Linked DNA regions of Pan troglodytes: region 2 is linked to region 1. Evidence: chromatin contacts called from public Hi-C data. All regions are on one chromosome and are shown on one strand. Each heading gives the region's core, a stretch centred on a gene start, on an enhancer-like site or on the middle of the called end of the contact. The rest is flanking DNA. Distances are from core to core; before and after follow the strand shown. Region 1 holds the start of TOMM6 (translocase of outer mitochondrial membrane 6). Region 2 holds the start of BYSL (bystin like).

Region 1 (5,668 bases), core at 224-2,723:
TATGCCCTGCCTGGGGGAAGCCCCTGCTGCCCCAGCTGCTTCGAGAACCGCTACTCGGATGCAGGCTCGAGCTGGGCCGGGGCACTGGAAGGGCAGGCATTCCTTGGTAAGGGAGAGGATGCAGAGCAAAGCGGGAGGGAGCTTGGGCTGGGCTGTGGGGGTTCTCCCGGGCTGGGACCCTCGCCCCGGTCCCACGCCGTCCCGTCCCTCCAGGAGCGCCCCCACCGCACCCCCCAGACCCAAGCCTCGGGGCCCGCAGCTCTCACCGCGCATCCCTGGCCGGAGCGTTCCAAGGGCCGCCCGAACCCACCCCGCGCCGCGGTCGGGGTTGCGGCGCCAGACTCCCTCCCAGGCGCGGGAGGCGGACGCCCTCTGGTGGAGGCGGGGGACCCTGGCGAGGACTCTCGGCGGCGGCGGCGGCGCGCACGGCCCAGGGGCTGGGCGGGGCGGGAGGCTGGGCCTCACCCCCACTAGCTGCGGTGTAGGTCCAGCTCCGCGGCTCTGAGACCAGCGTTTCCGACCCGGCCCGGAACAGGGGAGACTGGACTCGACCGAACTGAAGGAAGGGACCAAGCCTCGGTGAACTCTGCAACCCTCTCCCGAACACTCCTTCTCGCTGCTGCCGGCGGTTCCAGCCTGCAAACTCAGAGGGGGCTGCCTGGATCCAGTCCCCAGCAGGAGAACCGACCTGGGGACAAAGCGGAGGCACCCAAAGGGCAGGAGCAATGCCGCCTGGAGACTATTCGTGATCCCAAGGACACCCCTTTCTCCACCTGCTCCTCCTCCTCTGACTCGGAACCTGAAGGATTTTTCTTAGGCGAGCGCCTTCCCCAGTCCTGGAAGACACCCGGAAGCCTCCAAGCAGAGGACAGCAACGCCTCTAAGACGCACTGCACCATGTGCTAGTGGCGCAGCTCAGAGAGGGGATGTGAGTGGGAGGAAAGGGGTCTGTAAAGCGGGAGAACAAGGCTAGCCTCCCCCTAACAATCCTAGACTGAGACGCAGTCAGGCGCACGCCCGCAAGAGGCGGCGAGGTGACAAGTTTGGAGTGCGCCCCCTTCAGTACTGCGCGTTCTAAGACTTTTGGTGGAGACTTTCTTGGCAAAACCCATTCCCCAAAGCTACGCTTTCCCTGCTGAGATAGCCCCTACCCCCACCTCCACAGGCTGAGACAGCCCCGTCCCCACCACCCTCCTCCCAAGCCAATTAAATGATCACAGCACGCGTGACGGTTACCGGCTGGAGAGCCGGAGGTGGGACCGGGAGCAGGGGACCGTAGAACCGGGCCACGCTCCTCCCCTCCTAGAGTTCGTGGACGCGCAGCAGAGGGCCGTCCCTCTTCCGGATGTCGGACTAAGCGAACAGCGCCCCCTCTGCCGGCCGGTAGCAGCCGGAAGTGCCAGACCGGAGGTGCGTCATTCACCGGCGACGCCGATACGGTTCCTCCACCGAGGCCCATGCGAAGCTTTCCACTATGGCTTCCAGCACTGTCCCGGTGAGCGCTGCTGGCTCGGCTAATGAAACTCCCGAAATACCGGACAACGTGGGAGATTGGCTTCGGGGCGTCTACCGCTTTGCCACTGATAGGAATGACTTCCGGAGGTAACCGAGCCCGAGGAACTTGGTCCTTTTCTGGCCCTTACATCCGTATTTCCCCTTTCTTGCGAGGCTGGCGCCTCAGGGTTTTTTGTTTTTGTTTTTTAACATTACCAGCATTGTGGCGTCTTCGTAGCTCTGGCTGTGCCTCACTGAGATCCCTGGCCAGGAGAGTTCCCGTGTGGCAAAAGCGATCTTTCTGTCATGTGGCTGTATCTGTAATGTCACCCTGATCAAGGGAAGAAGTGCTAGCACGTAAACAGGCTTTTTCGGCCCTGGACTAGTGCTTTAGCTGGGCTTTGCGTTTGATCTTACATTTCTTTTTTCTTTTCTTTTTTTTTTTTTTTGAGACGGAGTCTCACTCTGTTGCCCAGGCTGGAGTGCAGTGGCGCGATCTCGGCTCACTGCAAGCTCCGCCTCCCGGGTTCACGCCATTCTCCTGCCTCAGCCTCCCGAGTAGCTGGGACTACGGGCGCCCGCCACCACGCCCGGCTAATTTTTTGTATTTTTAGTAGAGACGGGGTTTCACCGTGTTATCCAGGATGGTCTCGATCTCCTGACCTCGTGATCCGCCCACCTCGGCCTCCCAAAGTGCTGGGATTACAGGCGTGAGCCACCGCGCCCGGCCTTTTTTTTTTTTTTTTTTTTTTTTTTGAGACGGAGTCTCACTCTGTCGCCCAGGCTGGAGTGCAGAGGCGCGATCTCGGCTCACTGCCCCTTCTGCCTCCCGGGTTCAAGCGATTCTCCTGCCTCAGCCTCCCCAGTAGCTGGGATTACAAGCGCGCGCCACCACGCCCAGCTAATTTTTGTATTTTTAGTAGAGACGGGGTTTCACCATCTTGGGCAGGCTGGTCTCAAACTCCTGACTTCTCGATCCACCCGCCTCTGCCTCCCAAAGTGCTGGGATTACAGGCGTGAGCCACCGCGCCCGGCCACATTTATTTCTTTTTGAGACAGCCTCGCTCTGTCGCCCAGGCTGGAGTGTAGTGGCGGACCTCAGCTCACTGCAGCCTCCGCCTCCCGGGTTCAAGCGATTTTCCTGCCTCAGCCTCCCCAGTAGCTGGGATTACAGGCGCGCACCACCACGCCCAGCTAATTTTTGTATTTTTAGTAGAGACGGGGTTTCACCATGTTGGCCAGGCTGGTCTCGAGCTCCTGACTTCGTGATCCGCCTGCCTTGGCCTTCCAAAGTGCTGGGATTACAGGCGTGAACCACCGCGCCCAGCCTGACCTTACATTTATTAGGCACAAAAATGAACTCCAAATTCCCACGTGGGTCTTGAGCAACCTGCCGTCACAACCACGTATCAACGCCTCGGGAAGGTGGTGATGGAAGCCTTTCCCCCCAGTACATTTCGTTAACTGTACAACTGACTCAGTGACCACAGGGTTAATAAAACACATTGTTTTTCCAGGAACTTGATACTAAATTTGGGACTCTTTGCTGCGGGAGTTTGGCTGGCCAGGAACTTGAGTGACATTGACCTCATGGCACCTCAGCCAGGGGTGTAGCCAAGTAGGTAAGCACGGAACCACACCCATGCGTGTCTTAGGAGACCTAGAGACTGGGTGAAGCAATGTTTTCTGTCAAGTATTCATGAAATGTACAAAAGAATGTGATGTAAAACCCTTAACTATTCCTAGTTAAATGTGTTTTCAGATGTTGCAAGGGATTTAAGTATCTCTTACCAGTTTCCCTCCCATACTTTTACAGTTCTAATGCCACCTGTCGTCTTATCATCTGATTGCAGACAAATGGAATCCTGTGCTGAACCCGAATCTTCCAAAAAAACAGCCTACAATCTGTGACCACCACAAGATGTGCCCTGATGGCAGCTGAAGTTTGATTCAGATGGGCACTTTTCTTCCCCTTCCCTGCCTAGTTTCCTTTTGTTCCCTGAGTCCACGCAGAATTCCATTCTCTGGTCAGCAGACAGGCTTAAGCTAAAGTATTGCCTCTATTCTGTAAAGTTCTGTACATAGTTCCCAAGCTTCTGCAGGGGGTGATCTTTGCTCTTGTCCTGAGAAATAACAGTGCTGTTTTAACAAACATTTGAAATAAATACCGCACACAAAGGCAGTCATTTTATTCTTTTAATAAGAAACTTTTGCTTACAAAAACAAGGTGTAAAAAGATTTACAAAAATCATAAAAACATGATTTATATTTCACACTTGAGAGACAAAAACAAGCCCCAAACATGGATTTTAATGGAGGTGGTTTGCTTCATTTTAAAAGGAAAAAAAAAAAAAAAAAGGAAGCTGTAACCATACATTGATGTTAACATAGCATGAAGTTTATTCTTGAAGAATTTACATTGTTGAGCAATATTAGGGGAAGAAGCCATTTGGTGTTGCATAGCATTTTAGTGCACCAGATGGGTTTTCCAGACACCAGGGAGGCATCGTTGCTGGAATAGTGAGGTTTGGTGGCAGAAAGAGGGCAGTGATGTGTAGGGGAAGGCAAAGTGAAGTAAGCCTGGGCAGTGGTCACTAAAGTGACACTGCTGAGGCAGCTGCTTCCTTCAGAAGGAAATGTTTTGTGACCCTAAAATTCATGGTAGTGCTACTGTCCAGGGTTTGGGGGCTCTTTGGAAATGGAGTATGTACGGAACTGGCATGTATAGACTTATATAGCCATAGGAAGAGGTGGATAGAAACAGGACCACCATGGCAATATTTTTTTCTGGTCAGTTTACTAGGCATTAAAAAAAATACTGCTTTTATGTGCCAAGTCTCTTATAGAACTAGTATGGGATTAAAGGACGTTAATTGGAAAGGAGGGTCAGTATATATGGACCACAGTGGCCTGTTAAGAATGACAGATGTCTCTAGCAGTTTGTTCACTACTAAAGATAAACAGGACAAAATAGTCTTTCCTGACCTTGCTGGCATAAATATTAAGAAAATTGTTTGAGAATTAGATTTTTTTAGTATGTATATAAAAACAGCACCATTCTTTGTATAAATCAGATAGATCTTATCTGATAGATGAAGCTAAGACCCTTTGAGTCTACACTGGGTTGACTCTGAGAGGTTTATATCTTATTGGGTATTAAGATAAAGAAGGGTCACATGAGAGCAAAGCTTAGCTTTGAAGCCATCACCTCCCAAATGGTGACCAAGGAGGAAACTTTTAAGCCATAGTATAGATGCTAACCCCCATTTAGACCTGCATCAGATCACTTGCTAAGACAAGAAATACCAGCACCTCCTGTTCTTTATAGGAATGAAACTTAGATCCTTAAAGGCTGCTACCTGATATACTCATGACTGGACAGTTTTATTTGATAAAAACTTCCAAAATTGAAAATCAAAATCCAGCAAGAATTAAGACATGGCAGCTTCCAAAAGCATAATTCAAATTTCATTCAAAATTTACTGTTTTGGCTTCAAGTAAGTGTTTACTGTTGGTTGGGTTTTAAAGCCATAATTATGGTTGAGTAAGGATTCATTTATTTATTTATTAAATTTTTATACATTTTTGAAAAGATTTCAAATCTATGTTTCCCAGGCTGGTCTTGAGCTCCTGGCCTCAAGCAATCCTCCCACCTTGGCCTCCCAAAGTGTTGGGATTACAGGTGCTAGCCACTGCATCCAGCCAATGTTTCATTTAAACTGGCTTAAATCTTCAAAGTGATTAAGAATTTAGTAAATAAAACTACTTAATCTACAACTTTCAAAAATTGATGAGTAATCACTAATTCTGTAAATGAAGGAGTTGGACTTCACTATTGCCAAAGCAACATTTTCCCCAAGGAAAGTCAATTTGATATCCTGTCACACTTTTCAGCCCTGGCTAGTTAACACAGTACTATGAAAATCTTTAGCTAGATTTTAAACGAAATATGCCAGCAGAAGTATGGAATGAGTCCACAAAAATGAGTGCCTGCCACAATGCTATAGTAGCTATGGTGTATTTAGTGCAGAGTGTGGGATGAATAAGTACATAGTAATTAAAGTCATAGTCCTGGCCCAACAGAACAGTTACTAAATGTAAGATATAAACTAAACTCACAGTCATATTTAGAAGGCGCTTTTCAGCTTTAGCGCTGACTTAAAAAGTCTGAACC
Region 2 (6,575 bases), core at 2,669-5,168, 130 kb after region 1:
GTCCACACAAAATGTTCCTTGCTTCTCTGCCCCAAGCATCTCCAATTTCCGGGTAAGGAGCTCTACGGTTTGCTGAACACTCTTGCCCTCGGCCACAGGCATCTGGGACACACTGGAAAGGAGAGCACCAAATCATCAGTTATCCAGAGACACATGTGTGCTCACTGAGCCATTCACTCGCCCACAGCATCACAGCTCATCAGGGCCAAAAGTTATCTTGGAAATTACCTACCCTGACCGTCTCCCAATCCCTGCAACTTTATTATTTTTTTTAATTAAAAAAAAATTTTTTTGGCCAGGCGTGGTGGCTCATGCCTGTAATACCAGCACTTTGGGAGGTCAAGGCGGGTGGATCACGAACTCAGGAGTTCAAGACAAGCCTGGCCAACATGGTGAAACCCCGTCTCTACTAAAAATACAAAAATTAGCTGGGCGTGGTAGCGGACGCCTGTAATCCCAACTACGTGGGAGGCTCAGGCAGGAGAATCATTTGAACCCGGGAGGCCGAGACTGCAGTAAGCCGAGATTGCGCCCTTGCACTCCAGCCTGGGCGACAGGGCGAGACGCCATCTTAAAAAAAAAAAAAAATTTAAGACCAGTCAAGTGCAGTAGTTAGAGTGAGGAAGAGTAGAACAAGGAGTCCAATCTGTAACTGAACGTGAACAATCAATTAAGATAACTCATTACACTTGGACCAGTCCCCCATTGTAAAGACAAGGAATAGAGGACCACAGTCCCTGAGAGCCCCTCTAAGAACTGGAGCACAGTTCTCAGGATTCTCGCACCAGGGCAATGAACTTCCTATCACAGGGCGTTCTCAAGTGTGGCATGCCAAAGATTCTAGATGACACACAGACTGAGAATTCAATAATGCTGAGTCATATAATGAAAAAGGGATTCCTTTTGCAACTCTTTCAGTTCTGACTACATCAAGGGAAAAGTCTCCGTTTGGGTTAACATGTTTTTACCAACTCTGTGAACTTGAGCTGTTCAGCACAGTAGCCCAGAGCCACAGGTGGCTGGGACTAGTGTATTGGACACTGTTGTTAGAGAACATTTCCATCATCACAGAAAGTGCTATTCAACAGCCCTAGGAACAAAAAAAGAAAAGCAGTCTTCAAGTTTATAATCTTTGGGAATGAGAGGCAACAGTATTCACAAAAATTGAATCAAAAGAATGGAACAAAACAAAAAAAAAACGTTATTTCTAAGGTTTCCTCCTATGGTGAGTGAACCTCTTATGGTGGCTTCCCCTTTAGAGTGGTAGGTAACCAACTGCCAACCAACAACGTGCCAGACTGCATCCTAAGGCCTTTAGATGAATTAACTCTCCAAATCCTCACGATAGTCCTATGAAGGTGTGTTATTTATCAACTTGTTACAAATGAGGAAACTGCCGGGCGTGGTGGCTCACGCCTGTAATCCCAGCACTTTGGGAGGCCGAGGTGGGCGGATCACTTGAGGTCAGGAGTTCGAGACCAGCCTAGCCAACATGGTGAAACCCTGTCTCTACCAAAAATACAAAACTTAGCCAGGCATGGTGGTGTGCACCTGTAATCCCAGCTACATGGGAGGCTGAGGCAGGAGAATCACTTGAAACCAGGAGGCGGAGGTTGCAGTGAGCCAAGATCGCACCACTGCCCTCCAGCCTGGACAACAAGAGCGAAACTCCATCTCAAAAAGAAAAAAAAAAAAGAGGAAACTTGGCCAGGCACGGTGGCTCACGCCTGTAATCCCAGCACTTTGGGAGGCCAAGGCGGGCAGATCACGAGGTCAGGAGATCAAGACCATCCTGGCTAACACGGTGAAACCCCGTCTCTACCAAAAATACAAAAAAATTAGCCAGGCATGGTGGTGGGCGCCTGTAGTCCCAGCTACTCGGGAGGCTGAGGCAGGAGAATGGCATGAACCCGGGAGGCGGAGCTTGCAGTGAGCCGAGATCACGCCACTGCACTCCAGCCTGGGCAACAGAGTGAGACTCTGCCTCAAAAAAAAAAAAGAGGAAACTTAAGTACAGCACAAAGAGGTTAAATAACTTGCACTAGGTCACACAGTTAATGGGTGGTACACTCAAGACTCAAAGCCCAGCAACCTGGCTTGATGTCCATGCTCTTAACCACTAACTAGACTGCCTGTATAAGGATGTAGTGCCTGTTAAAACATTAAGGAAAAGATCAATTAAAAAATTAATAAACAATAGTACAAGCAGTACTTAGCTATATAGAAATCAAGAAACCAGTCATAGATGACATTGCTTTATGATCAACTAAATGAATCTATTAAGGTAGAGTCCTTCTGTTGCTAAAAATTGTCACTACTCTATCAGAAAAAACACTGATAAACGATGTTGCTAATGTGCCTTATTTTGAAATACAAAAGAATCCCTAAACTGACGCTACAAGTGACAGAAGTCCTAGGATTCTGAAAACGTTGATAAGGGGGCCAACAGAGAGCCCTTTTCCTGGAGCTGCCTTCTCCATTTAAAGAGCAGGGGTGGCTGGGCACGGTGGCTCATGTCTATAACGCCAAATACTTTGGGAGACCAAAGCAGGAGGCTCGCTTGAGTTCAGGAATTCAAGACCTGCATGTACAAAACAGCAAGACCCCATTTCTATTTCTTTAAAAAAAAGAAAGAGCAAGGGTTCCAGGGTTCTACGCTGCATCCTTTCCATTTCCATTCCTCACATATCTTGCTTCCATTAAGGAACACAGGAGGATCGTGTCAATCGTAGGAAGCAAGAGTGTAATCACTGAGAAACCTGCAAGAACCTGGGCTACCAGGAGGAAAAGTATTTCCCCTACACATGCTTTTGTATGAGAAGCCTATATCCACTGGCTTCAAATATCCTGGCCTCCGGGTTTCTCCCACGGGAAAAATGCTCACGTCTACTGAGATAAGAAAAAAATGTTCTGGGACCTGGCACCTTACAACTAACGCCTCCACGAGCACTGGACCCATACCTTTCCCTGCCACCTCATCTTCTTTCAACTGAGACTTAAAACATATGAAAGATAAAAACTCCATTGAAACTAGACCAACCATGGAATTAAACATAGTGGGAAACGGGTCCTAAAGAGATAAAGTGCCTGGAACCATGATCTCCTTATTATCAATACCCTCTTTTTTCCTCTAGACCCAAGATCTTAAAATGAGCAAATTAGAAACAGACACAAGCGGGTCTAACTGTATTTGATGGCTGAGGGAAGAGCAGGCGAAAATCTTAAAAAATACTATCTCCTGATTGCTTATGGCCCACTCCCTCCAACCCTGTCTGCAGGTGGGTCATAGTCCAAAGACCCTATTTCCAACCCTGAGGTCCCACTGCAGGCAGTACTGTGGCCTCACGGGAAGGAAGATGTATCCAGAAGAGAATGAGGTATACAACCATTGATAGGTTCCTGGGATAAAAAGTTTGCTTTGTCGACACCAGCGTGGCCAATATGGTGAAACCCCATTTCTACTAAAAATACAAAAAGTAATCGGGCGTGGTGGCGGGCGCCTGTAGTCCCAGCTACTCGGGACTACAGGAGAATCGCTTGAACCCAAGAGGCGGAGTGTTGCAGTGAGCCAAGATCGTTCCACTGCACTCCAGTCTGGCGACAGGGCGAGACTCCGTCTTAAAAAACAAAACAAAACAAAACAAAAACCTTTGCTTTCCCGCCTTCCAAGAGGAAGGGGCGCATCTCTGAGGAAACAAGCCCGGGGAACCCGCAGCCCGCACGGCATCCTCTCATCCACACAACCCGAGGATATCTCCCTCAGCTCCCAGAGGACGGCGGACCATGGTCAAGGTCCTCTTTCCGGCCTTTCACAACTCCAAGCCCCGCCCCACAAAACCCCCTGCAGTCCTACCAAGTCACTCCCATGGCGTCGGGCCAGGAAGGTGGCAGAATCACACAGTAGAAACGCAGGGTTCCCTGTCCGCCCACAGAAACTGCTTCAGTTCCCCAACACAACCTTCTGTCTCAGAAGGGACTCCGGAAATACGTAAAAACAGAGCGCCGGGTTCACGCCTTCCCCAAGGAATGGGGCGTGTCTCGGCACCCCTCGGTGACGCCTCCACTGACATCATCTGCGGATTCCCGCCCCGAGGTTTCTAAATCCAGACATTCCCGTTTGGCTGAGCACTCTAGGCCTACATCCATGAAGCTAGGAGAGCGACACTCAAAGACTGCACTATTGAGAGAAGCTAACGTTAAAGGCAGTGAATATATTCGGGAGTCCAGCTCCGGAAAACGGGAGCTCTTTTAGTGGGAGGGGCGGCGCTGATGGCGCTTCTGGCCTCCGAATGCTAGGGGGCACTGTGATCGCCGGGCGGCCTCTTGGGCGCTGGGAGTCCACCGCGCAAGCGCATCCTGGCCTTTCTTCAGTCCCCACGTGCGATCCTTCCCGGCAACTTTTTCGAGAAAAATGCCCAAATTCAAGGCGGCCCGTGGGGTCGGGGGTCAGGAAAAACATGCGCCCCTGGCCGATCAGATCCTGGCTGGGAATGCGGTGCGGGCGGGGGTCCGGGAGAAGCGGCGGGGTCGCGGGACCGGAGAAGCGGAGGAAGAGTATGTGGGGCCCCGGCTGAGCCGACGGATTTTGCAGCAAGCACGGCAGCAACAGGAGGAACTCGAGGCCGAGCATGGGACTGGGGACAAGCCCGCGGCGCCGCGGGAACGCACCACGCGGCTGGGTGAGTGTCTGGGATGAGGTCCGAGGAAGACAGTGGCCAGTAGTGGGGCGGGGTGGACAGCTAAAAAGTGTCTGGCAGGGGAATTGCTTCGAGTCAACAACGGGTCCCGTATTACACTTGCAAAGGAGACTGAACCCTGTCTAGAGCCCTCCGCGCCCACTCCTAGTTTTAGGCACTCCCTTCTAGACACGCCCGAAGTTAGGCCAACAGTAATCGATCGTGCCACTAAGTGCTCCTAGCATGTATCCATTGGTTTTGTAAATATTTATGGGATACCCACTACGAGCTTTGCGCTATGCTCGGAATTCTATCGAATGTTTGGGTACAGAAGTAAACAACACAGGCACGTCTAACTTAAGGACCTTACAGTCAAGCCCAGCAGAGAGGCAATTAAGTAGACTCTTAGAATAATATATTTCCATGATAAAGTATCGTTTCCCTGGTAACAATAGCATTGGTCTTGAGAAGCTTCTCCGATTGCAGCAGGACCTTTAAGCTGAGAACTGAAAAACGAATGGGAAGTGTTATGAGCAGAAAACACATTGTTTAGCAGCCAAAGAGCGAGAGAGATGAATTGAAAGACGTCTGATGTTTTCTCACTAGGGAGGGAGTGTTGACCTCTGAGGTGCTTCATCCGTTTCTCAGATCTCATCTAAAGCAATATTTGACACAATTGAATAGTGGCCTTCTGGCCACAGTATCCTTACTTGGGTTCTAAGACATCAACACTCCTGTTTTACTGCCACCTCACTTCTCAGTATCCTTGGCTGACTCTTATTGCAACCTCTTCTCCTCAGTCCTCTGACCTCTTCAAATATTCTCTGGTGCTGGCAAGTTTCATGGTTTAAATACCATCCTTGAGTGACTACTCCTAACTTTATAGTCTAGCCCTGATCTCTTCCATGAAATCCAGATTCTTATATTCAACTGCCTATTTGGCATCTCCAATTTGAAATCTAACAGACAGCTCAAATTTAACATGTACAAAACAGAAATCCTGACCTTCCCTCCAAACCTGCTTCTCTCACCATTGCCTTCCCTGTCTCAGTTAGTAGCATTTCATTTGCTCAAGATAAACTTTAGACTCCTCTCTCTCCCTGCCCCCACCATCTCCTCTCTCTGTCTCTCCCTCCCCACATCTGATCTGTAAGGAAATTCTGATGACTTTGCCTTCAAAGTGTATCCAAAATGAGACCACTTTTCACCGCTTTGGAACACCATCCTGTCGTAGCCACCACAATCTCTCACCTGGATTATCACAGTAGCCTCCTCTTTAGTATCTCATATTCTCCGTTTTTTCTTTTTTTCTTTTTTTTTGAGACAGAGTCTCTCGCTCTGTCACCCAGGATAGAGTGCGGTGGCACAATCATAGCTAACTGCAGCCTCAATCTCCTGGGCTCCAGCCGTCTTTCCACCTCAGCCTCCCACATAGCTGGGACCACAGGTGTGTGCCACCATGTCCAACTAATTCTTTTTTTTTTTTTTTTTTTGAGACGGAGTCGTTCTGTCGCCCAGGCTGTAGTGCAGTGGTGCAATCTTGGCTCACTGCAACCTCTGCCACCTAGGTCCAAGCAATTCTTCTGCCTCAGCCTTCTGAGTAGCTGAGATTACAGGCGTGAGCCATCACATCCAGTTAATTTTTGTATTTTCAGTAGAGATGGGGTTTCACCATGTTGGCCAGGCTGGTCTTGAACTCCTGACTTCAGGTCATCGTCCACCTCTGCCTCCCAAAATGCTGGGATTACAGGCGTGAGCCACCGCACCCGGCCGCTAATTATTTAATTATTTGTAGAGATGAGGTCTCACAGTGGTGCCCAGTTTGGTCTCAAACTCCTGGGCTCAAACGACCCTCCCTGCCTTGGCCTCCCAAAGTGCTGGGATTACAGGTGTGAGCTA

Evidence for each region. Hi-C and Micro-C count contacts between places; a contact is called where the count stands out from the background.
Region 2: a contact with region 1 is called in a Hi-C map of stem cell-derived neural progenitor cells, with 4 times the contacts expected there. The contact joins the promoter of BYSL here to the promoter of TOMM6 in region 1. A contact is called at or near these places in 1 of 7 Hi-C or Micro-C datasets (stem cell-derived neural progenitor cells), 1 of 1 datasets of contacts at active chromatin or transcription factors (stem cell-derived excitatory neurons) and 1 of 1 other capture datasets (stem cell-derived neural stem cells).

What each region holds. Positions count from the first base shown.
Region 1 is chr5:47,671,678-47,677,345 of NHGRI_mPanTro3-v2.0_pri, forward strand. TOMM6 (translocase of outer mitochondrial membrane 6) reads left to right here and starts at 1,474. Exons shown (of 3, transcript NM_001256791.1): 1 at 1,474-1,602; 2 at 3,012-3,116; 3 at 3,311-3,591. The coding sequence starts at 1,475. The coding sequence ends at 3,108. PRICKLE4 (prickle planar cell polarity protein 4) reads left to right here. Exons shown (of 5, transcript XM_054685817.2): 4 at 1-106; 5 at 536-1,035. The coding sequence ends at 906. USP49 (ubiquitin specific peptidase 49) reads right to left here. Exons shown (of 8, transcript XM_016955472.4): 8 at 3,678-5,668.
Region 2 is chr5:47,800,820-47,807,394 of NHGRI_mPanTro3-v2.0_pri, forward strand. BYSL (bystin like) reads left to right here and starts at 3,919. Exons shown (of 7, transcript XM_016955476.3): 1 at 3,919-4,679. The coding sequence starts at 4,412. MED20 (mediator complex subunit 20) reads right to left here and starts at 3,936. Exons shown (of 4, transcript NM_001246490.1): 1 at 3,854-3,936; 2 at 1-112. The coding sequence starts at 3,867.